Linked DNA regions of Pan troglodytes: regions 2 and 3 are each linked to region 1. Evidence: chromatin contacts called from public Hi-C and HiChIP or PLAC-seq data. All regions are on one chromosome and are shown on one strand. The core of a region is the stretch at or near the end of the contact, and the rest is flanking DNA. Distances in the headings are between cores, read along the strand shown. Region 1 holds the start of GJB2 (gap junction protein beta 2). Region 2 holds the start of IL17D (interleukin 17D). Region 3 overlaps CRYL1 (crystallin lambda 1).

Evidence for each region. A called contact is a pair of places that touch in the nucleus more often than the background predicts. HiChIP or PLAC-seq counts read pairs in DNA pulled down with a chosen protein or histone mark.
Region 2: a contact with region 1 is called in an H3K4me3 HiChIP or PLAC-seq map of stem cell-derived excitatory neurons, with 7 times the contacts expected there. The contact joins the promoter of IL17D here to the promoter of GJB2 in region 1. A contact is called at or near these places in 1 of 7 Hi-C or Micro-C datasets (stem cell-derived neural progenitor cells) and 1 of 1 datasets of contacts at active chromatin or transcription factors (stem cell-derived excitatory neurons).
Region 3: a Hi-C map of induced pluripotent stem cells shows a contact between it and region 1, with 2.2 times the contacts expected there. The contact joins the enhancer-like site here to the promoter of GJB2 in region 1. A contact is called at or near these places in 6 of 7 Hi-C or Micro-C datasets (blood, induced pluripotent stem cells, a lymphoblastoid cell line and 2 more), 1 of 1 datasets of contacts at active chromatin or transcription factors (stem cell-derived excitatory neurons) and 1 of 1 other capture datasets (stem cell-derived neural stem cells).

The regions. Positions count from the first base shown.
Region 1 is chr14:19,402,454-19,406,855 of NHGRI_mPanTro3-v2.0_pri, reverse strand. It overlaps GJB2 (gap junction protein beta 2), which reads left to right and starts at 2,517. Exons shown (of 2, transcript NM_001279917.1): 1 at 2,517-2,817.
Region 2 is chr14:19,910,897-19,915,298 of NHGRI_mPanTro3-v2.0_pri, reverse strand. It overlaps IL17D (interleukin 17D), which reads right to left and starts at 1,933. Exons shown (of 2, transcript XM_016925024.4): 1 at 1,341-1,933. The coding sequence starts at 1,630.
Region 3 is chr14:19,689,605-19,694,006 of NHGRI_mPanTro3-v2.0_pri, reverse strand. All of the region lies in intron 3 of CRYL1 (crystallin lambda 1), which reads left to right. Among named protein-coding and RNA genes, the nearest start is that of CRYL1, 44 kb to the left of the region's middle. Within about 2 kb of position 2,031, at least 1 of the 24 cell types and tissues checked has an H3K27ac peak or open chromatin away from gene starts, as enhancers often do. A contact at or near this core is called in induced pluripotent stem cells, where this site is marked.

The DNA of each region.
Region 1 (4,402 bases), core at 1,268-3,767:
CAGTGAGTTTTCCATCAAAAAACCTTCTCTATCTGGTCAGTCTCTGCAGGTCAATGAGACAAAGGTGTGTGCTGCACACAGCAGTACTATCCTAAGCTCCCTGTACTATCCACCATGGGGCTGGGTGGCTGGGGTGGAGGAACACAGGATTGGGCTTCAGCTTCTCTAGGGACTGGTACATTAAGAGATGAAGACATAAAAGGTGAGAAAAACATGGTTTATTTCCAATGTTTCCATTTCTGTTAAAAGTAATGCTTTCAACAGAAAAAAAATGCAGCAATATAAGTGTGTAATTTACAAAATAATTTCAGGATTTCTTTAATCATTAATTTGTGGTGTGATCTGTTAATTGGATTTACGTCAAAGCTCATTTGTAAATAACTTCAAATATCCAAGCCTTCCCTCACCCTTTTCCCACCTCACCTCTCCTCCTTCTCCTCCCCTACACTGGAGGACACTATGTACATGCATATAATGTCCTGCCCTAGAGGAGTCCTGAGCCTACTTGGGAAGAAAACACCAACTCACAGGAAAACAGCAGAAATCACACAAAACAGAATAAAAGCAAGCGCTGATCTGTAAGTGAAGACTTAAGTGCTATAGGACTTCCAGCTACAAATCCTGAAAACACGGAGTGGCTGTGATAATACGACTAGCCAACATCACACAGTAATTTTGCACATAAGGAGAACTAAATCCAAGAAAACAAGGAAAAGAAAGTTGAGCCTATAATCGTGATACAGGCACTAAAATCTCAGGTGACATTTTTCAATGGGGGAAAGTCAGTCAACTTCCGATCTCCAAACCATCTTTACTAGCGAGCTTCCCACAATGGTTCTAGAACCTTTCTTCATTCCAACCCAACCAGGATTCCAACAGACTCATAAACACCACAGCCTTTGAGAAATTAAAGGGAGAACCCACCAACCGGCGCCCCACTCCCCACCCCAAGTCACCTCTGGCTCAACCAAGATGCGCTCAGGCCAAGAAAGCTGCCCCACCCCACAGGCTTTGCCTGTCATTTTTAACAAGCCGACTCAGCACATCTCTCAGATGGGTCATGCAAGGCTTTTCGCAGCTCTTGGGGCTTTGCCTCTTCATGAGCAGACACTCCCTCTTAGACTAAGACCTGGAGCTGGAAAGTAGGTGGTAACCGCGGTACAAAACTCACGCTCGTCCCTGCAGAAACTGCCTAGGTCGGCCCATGGCCACGGGGCGCCAGTTTTTCAAGGAAAAGTCAATGCTAATAATGGTGGCAATCACGGGAAATCCATTCTGAGGCCAGATCTGACTTGTCAGGATTAATCATCATTTCCACTTAACTTCGAACTGACCTGGGTAAAAACGTGAGCGCGAGGGGACCAGGCTGCACCTCTGACCTGGCTCCCCTCTGCAAAAATCGCGAAGTGGGTGCCCGAGGTGGGGCGGGGGTTGGGGGAGACCTCCCCGGGAGTCCCCACCCAGCCTGCTCTGCACATCTTAGTCCCTCATCCGCTTGCGCTGTGCAAATCTGTCTTCTGTCATTTTTATCTCAAGACATCAAAATCCCCAACCAAATGCAAATACTGAGACCTCATAATCTGAGACAAAGCTTCGCGGTATCCAGAAAGCCCCCAGCAGGTGTGCAGTGCAGAGCCAGCCGCCCAGCGGTCTGCCGCAGAATCCTATCAGTTTCCCCCTTTCGTGCTGTGTGCATCGAGCAGGAAGGGGCTTGGCAGATTTTACCTGCCCTCTTTCATTTCTGAAAAGTCTGGGCCTTCTCACCCCGAAAGGAGTCACCTCCTTGCAGTTCCCCAGTTGCGAAAAGAGGAGGAAGTTGGCTGGGCCGAGGGCCGCGGGGGGCACCCTCCGCAGATGGCGGGACCCCCCTGCCCGCCATGGCAAAAGCGAGGCTTGTCTCTCCCACCGCCCCCAACCTTAGTCCTTGGCACCTTGTTGAAAGTAATTGAATAAAATCGGAAATTCGAGAAAGCGTTCGTTTGGATTGGTGAGATTTTGAGGGGAGAAAGAAGCGGGGACTTCGCCGGCACCAGCGGCGCCCCCTCCTCGGCCACCGTTAACCCCCATTCCAGAGGGCACTGCCCCGCCACCCAGCCTAGGTCCCCCTGCGAGAGCCTCGCGGGCCCGCGCAGCCTCCGCGACTCGAACAGATCTTCAGTCCTTGGAGGAATGCCTGTTTCTCTGACAATAAAAAATTAAAGAAGCGCTTATAAATGCCAAGTCCTCTCGCACTATGCGGAGTACAGAGGACAACGACCACAGCCATCCCTGAACCCCGCCCACCGCACAGCGACGGAGCCGGGGCCTGGGGCGCCGCTTCCTGGGGGGTCCCGACGCTCAGCCGCCCCCGCTCCACCCGGGCCGCCAAGGGGCTGGGGGAGGCGGCGCTCGGGGTAACCGGGGGGAGACTCAGGGCGCTGGGGGCACTTGGGGAACTCATGGGGGCTCAAAGGAACTAGGAGATCGGGGCCTCGAAGGGGACTTGGGGGGTTCGGGGCTTTCGGGGGCGGTCGGGGGTTCGCGGACCCGGGAAGCTCTGAGGACCCAGAGGCCGGGCGCGCTCCGCCCGCGGCGCCGCCCCCTCCGTAACTTTCCCAGTCTCCGGGGGAAGAGGCGGGGTGTGGGGTGCGGTTAAAAGGCGCCACGGCGGGAGACAGGTGTTGCGGCCCCGCAGCGCCCGCGCGCTCCTCTCCCCGACTCGGAGCCCCTCGGCGGCGCCCGGCCCAGGACCCGCCTAGGAGCGCAGGAGCCCCAGCGCAGAGACCCCAACGCCGAGACCCCCGCCCCGGCCCCGCCGCGCGCTGCCTCCCGACGCAGGTGAGCCCGCCGGCCCCGGACTGCCCGGCCAGGAACCTGGCGCGGGGAGGGACCGCGAGACCCAGAGCGGTTGCCCGGCCGCGTGGGTCTCGGGCAACCGGGGGGCTGGACCAACACACGTCCTTGGGCCGGGGGGCGGGGGCCGCCTTCTGGAGCGGGCGTTTCTGCGGCCGAGCTCCGGAGCTGGAATGGGGCGGCCGGGGAAGTGGACGCGATGGCACCGCCCGGGGTGGGAGTGGGGCCGGGCGCGCGCGGGAGGGGAAAAAGGCGGGGGCGAGACGCCAGCGCGAGGTTTGTGGTGTCGCCGATGTCCCTTCGGGGTACTCTAGCGCAGCCGCCTGGCTACTTGACCCACTGCCACCAAACGTTTTAAATTGACCGAAAGCTTAGCTTCGAAGCAAAGCTCCGTTTCGCCGGTGAAGCAGGAAGCCTTCGCTGCAGGAACTGACCTTTACCTCTTGGAGCGGCTTCTGCAGAAAAATCCCCGGGCAGAGATTTGGGCGGAGTTTGCCTAGAACTAACGCGGAGCCAGCCGACCCCGGCCTACCCCGGGGCCAAGATTTCAGTGGCTTCCCTTTTTCCTAAACACTTCACGAGGGTTTGTTTCCGGGCTGTGCTACCCGGCTAGAAGGAAAATTTTTAGGACCCTTGTTCGCGAAGAGGTGGTGTGCGGCTGAGACCCGCGTCCTCAGGACGGTTCCATCAGTGCCTCGATCCTGCCCCACTGGAGGAGGAAGGCAGCCCGAACAGCGCTCACCTAACTAACAGCTGCTGAGAGCTGGGTTCCGTGGCCATGCACCTGGGACTGCCTTGAGAAGCGTGGTACGGCCGTGTCCCCATGTGACCTTAGAGTCCCTTTCGAAACTGCTGTGCACAGTCGGTCACAATTTCAGACACTGGTGAGAAGGGTGGAGGAACCCTCTGGGGACAGCCAGGCAAGGTCGACCACCCATCACCTAAGGGTGGAGAAATTTAAGGGGTGAAGAGTCCCTTTTGCCTTTTCTGGATCCTGGTGATCCACCTAGTGTCTTCCCTAAGGAACTGAACCAACTCCTCCGCTGGCCTCTGGCAGCTCTCCAGGCGGTGCAGGGTGGCGTGGGCCCGGTAGGAAGCTGCGTGTAACCGCCCAGGGTCGGGAGGCCAGGAGGGCAGCTCCTCCTCTGACTTGAATATTGAAAACAACTTCGTCCTGCTTCTGAGCCCCTCTTAACCCATGACCCCCTAGCCCATTGGGGAGTAAATCTTAATTTACTCTTCTTCCTGAAAAAGGATCTTTAAAACAGGTAGCTTCAACTCAAGCTTTATAAAATAACAATATAAGGTTTCTTGGAACTGTATTTTTCTCAGCTGATGGTAACTGGACAGGTCTGTAGAAGGGTGTATGACCTGGGTTTGGCAGGTGGAAGAGGGCAAAGGATAAACCCCTCTTCCTGCAGCCCCATATTCTTGGCCAGGTGTATTGTTGTAAACCAGGAGAGAGTTTACTTCGGGGAGTATCCTGTTTTCCACTCAATGAGGGCCAATGAAGAATGTCTAATTCCATAAGATGCTTTTGTTAAAATCGGAATGTTGCTGTCCTCGGTGG
Region 2 (4,402 bases), core at 684-3,183, 510 kb before region 1:
AGCCTGAACCTCCCGGGCTCAATCTATCCTCCCACTTAAGCCTCTGGAGTAGCTGGGACCACAGGCACGTGCCACCACACTTCGCTAATCCTTAAAAATTGTTTGCAGAAATGGGATCTCGCTATGTTTCCCAGGCTGGTCTCGAACTCCTGGACTTAAATCCTCCTGCTTCGGCCTCCCAAAGTGCTGGGATTCCAGGCGTGAGGGTGAAGCTCCGCACTGCTGACAAGGCGGGGATCCAGCTCCTGCGCCTGTCTCCAGCCTCACATCGATGCCCACCCCACAGGCAAACACTTCGCCTACGCCCCCCCCCACCGCCCCCGCTCGCCTTGTGGCTCTCCCCATTTTCCAAGCGCTTTGTTCCCGCTTGCTATCAGCTGTCCCTTCCCTCAGCACTGCCTTTGTAGGCGACTTGCTCTCCTCCATCAAGATTCAGCTCTTTCACGAAGCCTTTCTTGACCTCTGTGGCCCTGGGAGGCCTTGCCCCCTAGGGCAGCTCCTCCTGCTCCAGCTAGAGGGAAGACGGTCACAGGTGCTTGCTGAGGACACTGCGGCACCCTGCCTACACGCCCCCAACTTCTCCAGCCTTCCCCTTCTGCAGGCTGTCCCTTTCTTCTGAAATGACCTCTGTTCCAAGACCAAAATACTCTCGAAACTGTTCATGTCACTTCATGCACTGCCTGATGGTGTGGTTTCTTTCCCAATTATCCCCACTCCTTCCTTAGGCTATTAAACTAGAGGGGCTCAGAGGGCGCTTCCCAGGGCTCCACTCCAGCAGCCTCTGGACCACAGGGGCACTCAGGAAATATGTGGATAGTACCGCGCACCCCCCAGCAGCACCTCCCCGGGCCCCCTGTGCAGAGTACGGTCCACATCACTGTGTCCACATCACGGAAGGGTCCCCGGCTAGTGCCTTGCGGACCCATCCAACCTGGAGGAGATGAGGTGTTCAAGAGATATGTGTTGCATAGGAAATACTGGAGGGTAAAGAGGGGAAGCAGGACTCCTTCAAGGGAGGTGGTGGGGGTGGGCCTTCGCGGTTTAGGAATTGCCCCCCGGTGCTCCAACTGCCCCGCCCCACCCCGCCTCATCGCAGCGCCCCCCGCACCCCACCCCACCCTACCGTACCCTACCCTGTCTCGCCCCGCACCACCCCACCCCTACCTGCTCCGCCTTGCCCCGCGTGCCACGCCCCCTCCGCGTCGCCCCGCCCCAACCACCTCCCCTTCCCCGCCCCACCCTCCCCGCCTGCCCGGCCTCGGCCCGGCCCCACCCACTCTCCCCGCCCAGCCCTGCCCTCCCCACCTGCCCGGCCCCGCCAGGACGCGCCCGCGGCTCACCTGTAGGCCCAGGGCGACACGCTGCGCAGGTTGGTGGGCGGCCGGAAGCGGCGGTCGGCGGGCCTGCCCCCTGCCGGGCAGCTCGCGTTGCGCGCCTGCTCACGCGGCCCCAGCTGCAGCGTGTGGTGGAAGGCGCTGAGCACGCCGGCCGCCAGGCGCCCGTACAGCTGCTCCAGTAGCTCCTCTGGCCGGTCCGCGCAGCCCCGCGGCCGCGCCGGGCGCCTGCCCGCCCTCGGGGCGCCCGCGGCCCAGCTCGGCGGCAGCGCCAGCAGGAAGCCGGCTACCAGCATCCAGACCTGAGGGACAGGCCACGCTCAGCGTCCGAGCGCGCCGGAGGAGCCCGCCTGCGCCCCGCGCCCGTGTCCCGCCCGCGGCGCCCGGAGCCGGCGGGCGCCTCCCCTCGCCCCGCGGAGCCAGAGGCCGGCCCGGAGGATGGGAGCCGCGCGGGCGGGCCCCAGAGCGCCCTCCCCGCCTGCCCGCCGCCCGCGGGGTCCCCGGGGCCCAGCCCGGCGCCGGCCCGCGCGCCCCCGGCCCCCGCCGCCGCCGCCGCCCCGAGCCGGGGGCCGCACGGGGGGCGGGTGCGGGGCGCGCGTGCACGTGTGCGTGTGCCTGCCGGGTTGCTGCGCCGCGGGCTGCGAGTGCTTGTGACCCGCCGCACCCTCACCCCCGGGCGCGCCATCCCTGCGCCGCCGCCAGCGAGGGAGCCCCGGAGCCAGAGACGCCCTGACCCGCCGCCTCGCAGATCCACCCTTGCCCCTGCGCCTCGTCATCCGCCCTCCCCAGCCAGCCCGCGCAGGGTCCGCGGCACGCTTTTCCGCGAGAAGCCCCCTGTGGTCTTTCCTCGTACCCGGGGACTCGGACCGAGAAGCCGACTGAGCGAGGTCGCCGCCCGGCCTCACGGACACAGAGCGACTCTGCACCTTTCGCCTCCAGGAGCTGAAAACATTTTGTCACTTGTGCAGTGTACTCACCAGTGCCCCCAACATCTTCTCCCCCGAAAGCGCTTTCAGATTCGCGCCGAGATGCGGCGACGCGGCGGCTCTTGAGCGGAATAAGCCGAAGGGCGACGCAAAGTGGGGCTTCCAGCCTCGAGCATGCGGCGGGGCGCCCAGGGCCTGGGGTCGCGCGCTCAGGGCCTGTGCTGCGCCACGCAGGAGGAGGAGAGGGCTGGCCCTGCCGGGCGCGGGTGCGGGCCCGACTGGCTGAAGGAGGAGTGGGGACTGGCCTGGAAGTCTCCGGAGCAGAAAAGTGGGGCCGACAGGATGGAGTTGGGGGAGGCCGATTTTGGCTCAGAGAGATTTCTCTATTAAGGAAAGCAGTCCAAGAATAGGCCCCCTGGAAGAGGAATGCGCTCAAACCCAGAGGGATTCTCCTTAGAGCTACCTCTTGAGATTCTGTACTTCGAGGAAATTAGAGATTTTTTTAAATCTCTATTTTTAATAAGGTGGGAGGAGGCTGTTGCTCCTTTCTCCTCAACAACATGAAATGATCCTGTGCCTCTATCCAACAACTCTACAACAAAGCACTGAATACTTCCCTGACTGGCACTTTCATGGCTGTTCATGGGCATCTCTTGGTCTATGACGACGATGTTGGAGAGTTCCTACTCCGTGATAACTCAGTTCTAAGTGCAAGCAGTCACGTGAAATGAGCCTGATAGTCTGCGAATGAAGAAACTAAAACGAACTATATTATATACTTCATAACACAAGACAACGTGCTCGTTTGTTCATTCTGCAAGTAAATGCTTAATGCTTCCTAGGTGGCAGGCTAATGAATATGATCATTTTAAAGCAGTCATGCTTTGAAAATAAACAACCCATCCCAGCTGTAAGCTTTTTGAAAGTGTACAAAATATGTAATTGATGACTCCCTAAATGGTTTGCAGCTTTGGTATTTGACTGAATTGTAAACCATTAGTTAAACTACATTTCAGTTATGCTTTGTAGGAAAAACACTTTCCTATGCATTGAATGTTCTATAACTAAGGAGCTTAGTGTAATCTACTGCTAAAAATCTCACTGAAATCTCCAGTTTAAGCGATTTAAGCAATTTACAGCTCTTGGCAAATATTTGTTTTGGGTTATAAAACACTTTTTCTCTGACTAGTAAATTGTTCATGTTCTTTGTTTCCAGTAAAATGGGAATAAAGGTTTCAGTACTCAAATACTGCTTATTTTTTATTGGAAAAAAGGAAGCGTGGGAGGCTTTTAAGAGAGTATCATTATGAGAGTTTCATAGAAATACTCAGTCTGTCTCATTTCAGCATCCATTCCTATATGAGGTGACATGGTACCAGACTTAGTTCTGTATGTTATTCAACAAAGTATTTTCCACTGTCTGGTAACATGGCAGCTTCTCTCTTCCTCACCACCCCCCCGGATTACCTTGGAAGTGGGAAGGAAAATATTTACTTTCCAGCAGTTTTCATTTTGTGAAAGATCACAAATGACTGAAAATGCTCACCTATTTGGCAGAACAAAGTTGATATTTGTGAGACTAATCAGTTGAGAAAAAGTCTTATAAATAGGTGCAAATGTTTATGAGTTCCCCTCAAATTTCAACATATTTGTGAAGATGCAAAATAAGCATGTTAATAAGTTCAAACCTAAGACATACAAGTGAAAAAAAGGGAACAACATACTCAAAAGCAGGCTCATCGTGTTCCCTTAAAACCAACATATCTGTAATGTGGCCACGCAAGCTTCATTTGAAGCCTCTCCAGTCCCTCATCCCCTGGTTTACTCAGCACACCCAATACCAGCACAGCTGCAAGACTGCTTAGCATGGGGCAAGCTGTTGGGGAAAATCTTTTAAATCATCCTTAGGCACCGTAACTCCAAAAGCCGGTGTGTGGTTGGCTCCTTCCATACTAATAATCTTGGGTTACTGATGTTCGTATCTACCCAAACCTCTTTCTCTTCCTTAAAGAGCTGTCCTTGAGGCCGGGCATGGTGGCTCACGCCTGTAATCCCAGCACTTTGGGAGGCTTAGGCGGGCGGATAACGAGGTCAGGAGTTCGAGATCAGCCCGCCCAACATGGTGAAACCGGGTCTCTACTA
Region 3 (4,402 bases), core at 782-3,281, 290 kb before region 1:
GCTGTACGATTTGCTTAGGGCTGTATCAGAGAGAAGTGGCACAATCTTGGCTCACTGCAACCTCTGCCTCCTGGGTTCAAGCGATTATCGTGCCTCAGCCTCCCAATTAGCTGGGATTACACACATCTACCACTACACCCAGCTGATTTTTGTATTTTTAGTAGAAACAGGGTTTCACCATGTTGGCCACGCTGGTCTCGAACTCCTGACCTCAAGTGAGACATATAATTTTTAGACTTAAAAAACTGTGATAGTCACCATTTGATGGCAAACCTGAAAGAAGCCTCCGTCTAAGAATTCCATTAAAGCTGAGGTTCCCAAAGTCCGCAGCCTCTGCCGGGCTGCAACCACTCATCTGCTGGCAACCACTCACCCGCCCTGTGGTGCTGCCTCATCTCAGGGTCCACAGACTTTTTGCCAGTGGCACCCTCTTAGCAGCTCTCACAGCTCCTTTTTCTGATTTATACAAGGGAAGGTTCTCAGTGTAGAAAAATCAATCTAGGCTACTTGGAGACAGTTTTCTTTTTTTAAAAAAAATTAATTGCTGTATTTTGGCCAGGCGCGGTGGCTCACGCCTGTAATCCCAGCACTTTGGGAGGCCGAGGCAGGCAGATCACGAGGTCAGGAGATGGAGACCATCCTGGCTAACACGGTGAAATGCTGTCTCTACTAAAAATACAAAAAATTAGCCAGGTGTGGTGGCGGGCACCTGTAGTCCCAGCTACCCGGGAGGCTGAGGCAGGGGAATCACTTGAACCTGGGAGGCGGAGGTTGCAGCAAGCCAAGATCGCGCCACTGCACTCCAGCCTGGCGACAGAGAGAGAAGAGGGCTGGATGTGGTGGCTCATGCCTGCGATCCCAGAACATGGGGAGGCCACAGCGGGTGGATTGCTTGAGCTCAGGAGTTCGAGACCAGCCTGATCAACATGGTGAAACCCCGTCTCTACCAAAAATACAAAAAATTAGCATGGCATGGTGGTGCATGCCTGTGGTCCCAGCTGCTTGGGAGGCTGAGGTGGGAGGATCACTTGAGCCCAGGAGGTGGAGGTTGCAGTAAGCTGAGATTCCGCCACTGTACTCCAGCCTGGGTGATAGAGTGAGACCCTGTCTCAAAAACAAACAAACAGACAAACCAAAATAAAAGACTGTACAGAGCTCTTTTAGAATGATGATGTGGTATGTTACAGTCCAAGTGAGAAAGTTGACTTCATGTTGATGATATGGTCAGTCTAGATGGCGTGAACCCAGGAGGCGGAGCTTGCAGTGAGCCGAGATCGCACCACTGCACTCCAGCCTGCGCGACAGAGCGAGACTCCGTCTTAAAAAAATAGTAATAAATAAAAAATTACTTGCTGTATCTTAATTGTACATATTTGGGATTCATGTGTGATTGATTTGTGTGTTCAGTGTGTCATGGTAAAATCCCGGTGTATTAGGATATCCAGAACCTCACACGTTTATCTTTTATTGTGTTGGGAACACTATAAATCTTCTATTTTGAAATATATAACATTATTAACTCTAATTTCCCTACTGTATTATTGAATGCTAGAACTTACTCCTTCTAGCGAACTGTATTTTGTACTCATTAACCAGCTTCTCTTCATCCCTCCTTCCCCTTCCTGGTAACTGCCGGCTGCGGGTGTCCACCATTCTACTCTCTACCTCCACGAGACCCACTGCTTTAGCTCCCCTACATGAGTGAGAACATGGGATCTTCGCCTTTCTGTGCCTGGCTTACTTCGCTTAATATAATGATCTCCAATGCCATCTATGTTGCTACAGTTTTCTTATAAAATATGTTGCTGTGGTTTTCTTATAAAAAGAAAATTATTACTATTTAGGGAATTGTTCACAAGCAGGAGGCAGAGTTTGAGGAGACGCGTGTGTGCGTGCGCGCGCGCGCACACACACACACAGACTGCTTGCCACAATGCTTCAACTAAAAATAATCCCACTGTCGGATCTGCCCAGCCCCAGGGGGCGAAGCCCAGTAATGGGAGTGTGGTTTTCCCCAGTGGATTGTTTTCTACCCAACCCTAGAGGGCGGGGAGCCTGGGTCAGGACGTTTCCTAATACTCTGCTGAAATCCGGGAGCATGCAAGAAAGAAACCTGAATTTCTAGAACTTAGTGCAATTTTGAAATCAAATCTTGCCTGGCAAGAAAACCTACTGTTCTGGAAAAATAAGTTTACTCTGAAAAGCTGGTCTCAAGCCTTGACTTTTAAAGCACATTAAAGCTCATTAGCCACTATGTCGAGGCCTTATCTAATCTCTGGAACTTAAAACTGGAGATCACAGTAGCTGGTGGGAGCCATGGGAATGATTTATAGAGTTACGAAGTTTAAATGGGGTTTCCTTAAACAAAGTCAGAACAATAGCTGAAATCGAGAAGTTAAATGGATATTGTCTATGTAGATGATCAGAATTTGCATCTCAACTATACCTTTAAAATGGAGAGAATGCTAATCATTTTGAAAAGGACCTTCAGACACTGTCAGTAATTACAGGAAGTAGCGTTCTTTTGGAAATTTATTTGTTTTCTTAAAGGATAGAAGCTTGTTGGACTTTCAGTCTTGGTTCACTGAGACTCAGAATATTCCTTCTTTTGGTAGAGATGGGTGTGGGGGTGGGGGGTTCAGGCAGCATTGGACACATGAGATGGCCAGCCCTGAGAATATTCGGGAATGTGCGAGGAAACTGGAGTTACACTTTTTCTGTTGTATGTGTTTTTTCTTTTTCCTTTTGAGATGGAGTCGCACTTTGTCACCCAGGCTGGAGTGCAGTGGTGCGATCTTGATTCACTGCAACCTCTGCTTCCCGGGTTAAAGCAATTCTCCTACCTCAGCCTCCCAAGTAGCTGGGATTATAGGCGCCCACCACCACGCCGGGCTAAGTTTTGTATTTTTAGTAGAGACGGGGTTTCATCATGTTGGCCAGGCTGGTCTTGAACTCCTGACCTCAGGTGATCTGCCCGCTTCGGCCTCCCAAAGTGCTGGAATTATAGGAGTGAGCCACCACGCACGGCCATACGTGTTTTTTTCTTTACAAATTGTAAAATCAGGTTTACAAAGATATAATTTCCATACAAGAAAATTCACTCGTTTCAGCGTTCAGTGCTATGTGTCTGACAGATGCGTACAGTCACGTATGAAACCAGCTTCACAGCCGGGGTTCAGAGCATAGAGCCTCTCCTTCCCTTTGCAGCTAATTTCCTCCCACCGTTCCCCAGGCCTTGCCCACCACTGATCTGTTCTTTGTCCCTATAGTTTGGCCTTCTCCAGAATGTTATGTAAAATGGAATCATACATGATGCAGCCTTTTGAGTTTGGTTTCTTTCACAGAGTAAAATGAATTTGACGTGGCTTGTGTGGTTGTGTTGATTGGTAATTTGTTGCTGAGTGGTATGACATTGCTAAGGTGCGTGGGACTCTGGATGGACTGGGGCAAGCCCACCTCACACACTCACGAGATCATCTGGAAGCACGAGCCTTCAGTTTTCACTTGCGAAGTGTGAAAACATTCTGTCCTAATGTTCTACTAGCTTCCTGCCACAGCCCTTACTTTTCTGATGGCTTGCTCTTGCTTTATTCAAATAGTGTGCTTACAGAACTGGGCACGAGGTCTTATTTCTGTGAAGCTGTATTTTTATTTATTTGCTTGGCTTTTTTTTTGTAGTATGTATAGCTTCAAAGATATAATATGAGCAAGTAATGAAAAATGTTATACATTCAAGAGACAGGCAAGTTTTTCTCTTAATCTGTAATTATGTATTTAGCTTCTTCTGTGACCAAATAGGACTTGAAAAAATGCTAAGTCGAAACCTAAGAAGGACAGTAAAATAAAGTCTAAGAACAGGAGGGCATCCTCATTGCATTCAGTGTGCCTGCAGGTGAGGACTAAACATGGCCAGCATTGTGGGTCCCCGCAGCATCCACGAACGGCAGGTTATTGGCATGATTTGCGCTGGCAGGCCCTGCAGTGATGGACGAGGCAGTGACCTGCCTGTGTCTCAGACATCGTGGGACCTGCAGGAGCATTAGGAAAGTACTCCACCATGATTTGTTCTCTTTGGCCTCTACCTTGTGGGGTGGAGTATGAAGTTATGTGTGCTGGAGCAGAATGTTGGAAGGCAACAGGCTTTGATCTTTGCCAGGAAGCCTGGCTCAAGGTCAGCATTAGCCTGAATTTCTACTTTACCTTTCAGTTTGGGCATTTTGGCTTTTCCCCCTTCACAACCACCTGCCAATGGAAGACGGTAATTTTTTTTTTTTTTTTTTTTTTTGAGACAGAGTTTCGTTCTTGTCACCCAGGCTGGATTGTTGGCTCACTGATCTTGGCTCACTGTAACCTCTGCCTCCTGGGTTCAAGTGATTCTCCTGCCTCAGCCTCCCAAGTAGCT